Linked DNA regions of Manis pentadactyla: region 2 is linked to region 1. Evidence: chromatin contacts called from public Hi-C data. All regions are on one chromosome and are shown on one strand. The core of a region is the stretch at or near the end of the contact, and the rest is flanking DNA. Distances in the headings are between cores, read along the strand shown.

Region 1 (2,664 bases), core at 96-2,595:
TTTACCTCCTCTTAAATCGTGCGAACCGGCCCTGTAGAACCCTCCCCCCGCCCGCTCTTCGGTGTGGCTTCTGAACGCAATGGCGCCATTTCATCGAGGAGAAGCGAAAAGAGCCTCTCAAGAGGTGCGTAGACTTTAAAAGATCCAAGCTCACAAAACACTCGGAATCCACCTCGAAACGGCATGAAAACAGCCCGAGAAGAAAGAAAGATAGTTAACCACTTTTATTCTTTGATAAAGGAGTCAAACTAGCAGAATTCAGATATTGAAAAGAAAAACGCTGCGAGGAAGGAAAGAAACGAAAATGGCTGCCGCCAAATCCGGTTCCCGGGAGAGGGGGAGGGGAAGCTCCGCAGCATGCCTCACCGGGACCAAAAGCCCGCGGAAACGCTCAAACGCGGGGACGCCGGGGCCCCCAAATCAGCGTGCTCTAAGAAGGGAGTAGGATTCCCGCCTCCGCGACCGTTTCACTAAAGCGGGGCTGCGCTCGCCATGTGGATGTTCCCCATCCCCCACCCCCAGCAAAGGGAAATGGCGCCGGGAGGCTGAGGGTGGGGAAGGTGCCGTGCTATCAAGCCTCCGTTAATGACCCCTCTCCGAAAATATGCCGAGACCATCCGCTTCCGAGGTGGCCCAATTTCACAGCCACTCTCCCGTGGAAGCGGTGGCCGACTTCCAGAGGCGCCAACGGCCTCGCTATGCCCTTTCCAATAACTCATTGATTTCAAACCCGTTACCTCCATCGCGGACTCAGTCGCTTCAGCCCGATTTCCGGCAGCCGAGCGAGATGAGAGAGATCTCCGCGGACGAACACGAACCGGACTCGTCCTGGCGCTGTAGTGAGAACTGCAGCTGCTCGAGAAACACCACCACGAAGAGCACCTCCAAAGGAGAGCCGACGCTGCTGCTACTGCCGCTAGCGCCGCCGCTGCCGCCGCTTTTCTAGAACCTTCCCCCCGACTAACGCGTCTTCCCCTACGTCAGGCCGTTGCGTAAACGCCCTAACCGCCGCTACTGGCGGGAACGCTCTACGCCCTCCTTACGCTAAGTGCGTACTCCTCCTCCTTGCAGCCACTGGTGGTTCTTGACGTCACTTGCTTAAGTGGGATCAGTGAATTGCGGAAGGCTCGCGAGCAGCGTGGTTTTCTCTCAGTTGGATCCAGCCCCAGCCTCTGCGCAGGGGAGGTGAAAAACGGTCGCGCAGTTTGAAATTAACGCTGTCAGGAGGAGCTTAATCCACAACCCAGAGGGCCGGCCCCCTCAACCTGGAGGTGGTCCCTGCAGCAGCGCCTTTTATAATCCCACCGCCCTCAGTTCTCCCGCCAAAAAAATCTGTGGCCTCCCAACTACGTTTTCTCTCCTTCCGCCCCTCACCCCCTTAGCACAGGACTGACTCGGCCCCTTCCGGAAACACCCTAAGCGAGTTCTAGTCAAGTTACACTTCACCCTGGTCAGTATCCTTGGGATCGACCCCTTGGGTTCACGGGTCTTTGGAGAGGGTGGTCCGAAAGAGGCCCTCGTTCTTAGTTCCCCTGACCCATGTCTTCTTCACTCCCCCAGCCACACCCCGCCCGGCCAACTCCAGCGTTTGGAGGCACCCAACCCCCAGGGCCGAGGAAGTGGGCGGAGTCCAGCTTGGGCGCCAGCCGCTGCCGTTGCAGAGCAAAAACACCTCAGCCGGGGAGGCTCTGATCAGTGTCCTCGCCCCTCCTTCACCCTCCCTTCCCTCCGGGGACCACCAGGCGCCACGCCGCGAGCGGTAAGTGCCGCTTTCACCACCACCCTCCCTCCTCCCCTCTGCCCCGCCGCCTCCCTCAGGCTCCCGGCGAGGGCCCCTCCCCCGCCGGACGCGCGCGCCCGCCCCGCCCCTCGCGGCCGCCCGGCGTGGGCGGTGCCACCTCCCCCCTTCCTCGGCGGCGGCGGCCTGGCGCGCAGCTCCCCAGCCTCCTCCCCCTCGGATGTGGCTCGAGGTTGAGGCGCGCCGGGCAGGAGACGCCGCAGAGCAGGGACCCGGAGCAGCTCGGAGGCGGTGAAGTCGGTGTCTTTCTTTCTCTCTAGCCTTCACTCGGTGGTGGTGCTTACGATACCACATGCACCCCAGGGACCCTCCCCCGCCCCCCCCAGTTCCCGCTTCCTGACCTTCCCTTCCCGACCCCGAGTGGGGAGCTGGCCGGAAGGAGCAGACAGGCGTGCAGCGACCCCCCGGCGGGCTTGGCGCTCGACCGGCCCCTCTATTTAGTTGGGGTGGACAAGACTGTTCTCGAGAGTGTAGAGAGCTGTGGCGGCAGCCTTATTTTTAGACAAAGCGCATTTCCTTACCCCCTCCCCCACTCCCGATCTAGATTAGGGGCCCTCCTCCCCCTCCCGGGCTCGGTCGGTGACTCGGGCCTCCCGCGAGGGCGGTGCATTCTCCCGCATCCAAGCGGCGCGCGCCGCTTGCAGCCCCGAGGCGGCGGCGGACGCTCCGTTACGTGGACACCTTCGGGTGGGGGTGCCGCGCGGGCCCCCGGGGTGCAGTGCCCTTGAACCCCCGCGCCGCGGCCTTTGTTTCTCCCCGCGGATGCGCTGACCACGAGGCCCGCGCTCCCTGGTGGGGGGCGGGGGCCGGGCGTTTAGGCCTTATTAATGGGTGGGGCCTGGGATTTAGGGGCAGCGGGTGTACGT
Region 2 (2,664 bases), core at 68-2,567, 880 kb after region 1:
AAGTCAAATTCAACGTATCCGTTCCAAACTGAGCCACCACTGACCCTGCCCAAGCTGGGCACGGACAGGCTGCTGAGAGGGCACCGCCTACTGTGGGCCCCTGAATTTGCCCAGTTGAATCCGGGGGAGGCCGAACTGCTCCCCGGTCTGCCGCTACACCTCGGATGAGCCCCGCACAGAGGAGCCGCCAGCCGGCCCTGAGGCGAGGGATTTGAGGGCCTGGTTGTACCGTGCGTTCCGGTCTCACCCCGCGCACACGCGCGTCTCCCGCGCCCTGCTCATTGTAAGGCAGAAAGCATGCTCCCAACGCGGACGCAGCGGGCGACGCAGCCCTGTGCTGGGACCTGGAAGGCCCTAACGTTGAGCTCTGCGGGCTTCATTGCACTCCCTCAATCCGAGCTGCTGTGAGAAAAACTAGAGGCGGCATCGGTGGAAGGCGACTTCGGCTTGCGAAAAGGCAGCCGCGCAGGAGACCCCGGGGCTCCAGGAGCTGGGAGGCCCTCATGAGAGTGGCTGTTCTCAGGCTTCTTCAGGGCTCCTTCCTTCCTTCCTTCTTGGCCACCTCCCCGGTTACCCTCCAGGCCGGCGGTTCCACAGTTACAAGGCCCAAAGTGAGGCGGCCCGGCCGCAGCTCAAGTCTAGGGCTAGATATTAAAACGGGGAGGCGCACGGGGCACTGACTTCAATCCCATCCCTTAGCTTGGTCAAACTGAGGAGGGTATTTCTCACCCGAGTCTTTCAGCGGTAAAGTAAAGGCCTCGGCCGCTCTGTTAATTCCAAGAAAAAAACCCACCGCAAATACGAACGGAAAGCTGCAACTGCTGAAAACGAGGTAATTAAATTCACGTGTGAACACCGTGCCTGCAAGAGTGTGTTTCTCATTAGTCCACTTCCCTGGCGGCAAGGGCCGGCGGCCGTGGGTGCTTCCCACCTCCTTTTTTGCCTTCATCCTCCCCAACAGTTCCAGCAACCTCTCCCTACCCCCAAACCCTGATACATCCCCATCCCGGGCGGGGACCCTAAAATGCCAGGCTCTCCCCGAGAGTGAGACTAAGAAGCCTCGCCGAGAGCAAACGGGTGCCCCTTTCACTGCCCGCGCCGGAAGAGGGAAGTGGCTGACACAGTGAACTCCGGCGTGGCCGGTCCTGGCAGCCTCAGCCTCCTCCGCTCCAACATTTTCCTTTCCCTGTGAATTCCTCCGCATTATCCCCACCCACAACGCAGCTCAAGAAGTCCCAAATATCGGGCAGCTCACTGAGTTTGAGATTTTCATTAAGAAAAATTAACCCTGGAGGAAACCTTCACTCCAAACTATAGTTATCTGCAAACGAGCTGGACATGTCTTGGTGGCCTTTTCCTTTTTTTTTTTTGTACCCAGAGAAGATACGAATTATTATTAAAAAAAAATAAAATAAAAGGCTGTTCCTTTAAATAGCGTTAGCCCCCCAAATAGGACGGTTACTAAATAATTAGCAAACGTTGAGTGTTAAGCAGTTCTTACTAGAGCCTAGGGGAGAACATTCGGGCTTTTGACTGTATTTGGAAAGTGAAAGGGATTGTGTGTGCAGAAAGAAATAATAAATACATGTAATTACAAATGCCTCTTCTAGCCTGAGAGTTCTAAAACCTTAGCCTCCAAAACAAATCCAGTATTCAGGTCCGGAAAATGGCAGAGAGGAATTGAGAATGCGGGGTGTCGGCTTTTCAGATAACAGGACCGCGGACTGAGCAAAGAAAACAGTTCCTGGGCCGGCAGTTGGAGCTGGGAAGGGAAGCACTGCTCAGTGAGCAAGAGTCTAAAAGCCTGAATGTGTGGGGGTTGAGGGTAAAGGAGGGATGGAGGTTGATTTCAGATCCCGGTAGCAAAAATCGCCCGATTGGCTAGTAACGGTGGACTACAACTTGGAACAAGGACTCGAGTGTGTATTATAACAGTTCTGGAATTTTAGGGTTCCTTTCTCCTATTATTTGAAACAGATTGGCCCTGGAGGGGTCCCCTTCTCCAGCACCCTTCCTCACAAGGATGCCATATCTAACATACTCTGAACCTGACAGAAACCACTGGCAATCAAGCAGCCAATCTTTGCCCCGACAGGGCTCCCTTTATCGCGGTTAAAGCCGGAGCTGGGACCAGCAGACTTGGGAGAGCCGAGGGAACTTCCCAGCAGAGCTTTCTGCATGGCTAGGCTCCACCAAGCCTAGCTAGACCTCAGCTTAAGTTCCAGTCTCAGGTCCCTCGTGAGGCTGGAGAAGGTCTCTATGCCCTTGGCATGGGCATACAAAAACATCGCGAATGCCTCCTAATTATATGCCGCTGCCAACCCACGAAGTAGGAACGCAAGGCTGCCGCCATCCGGTCGTGATCGTAACCTAGGCCTTGTCTATGCAGCGGCACACCAAGCCCAGATCCACAGCCCTCCACAGCCGCCCCCACGCGAGCCCTTCCCCAGCAGATTCCTACCTCTACTTGGGGCACACAGAAAAATAAAACTTCCCCACCCAAACACAAGGCTCTCCCAAGCCAGCCCTGGTTCCCTCCAGAAAGAAGAGTTGGGGAGGAGATGAGGTGGAAATAGAAAACTGGATACAAAGAACACGAACATAAAAGAAAAATAAAAAGGGAAGGAAAGAAGGAAGAAAGGAGTAAAGAACAGAAAAAAAGGG

The links. Hi-C and Micro-C count contacts between places; a contact is called where the count stands out from the background.
Region 2: a Hi-C map of skin fibroblasts shows a contact between it and region 1, with 7 times the contacts expected there. The contact joins the promoter of HOXA9 here to the promoter of HNRNPA2B1 in region 1. A contact is called at or near these places in 2 of 3 Hi-C or Micro-C datasets (fibroblasts and skin fibroblasts).

The regions. Positions count from the first base shown.
Region 1 is chr7:99,719,061-99,721,724 of mManPen7.hap1, forward strand. It overlaps HNRNPA2B1 (heterogeneous nuclear ribonucleoprotein A2/B1), which reads right to left and starts at 1,346. Exons shown (of 14, transcript XR_008998513.1): 1 at 738-1,346. CBX3 (chromobox 3) reads left to right here and starts at 1,468. Exons shown (of 6, transcript XM_057504600.1): 1 at 1,468-1,759.
Region 2 is chr7:100,595,585-100,598,248 of mManPen7.hap1, forward strand. HOXA9 (homeobox A9) reads right to left here and starts at 1,318. Exons shown (of 2, transcript XM_036897442.2): 1 at 1-1,318.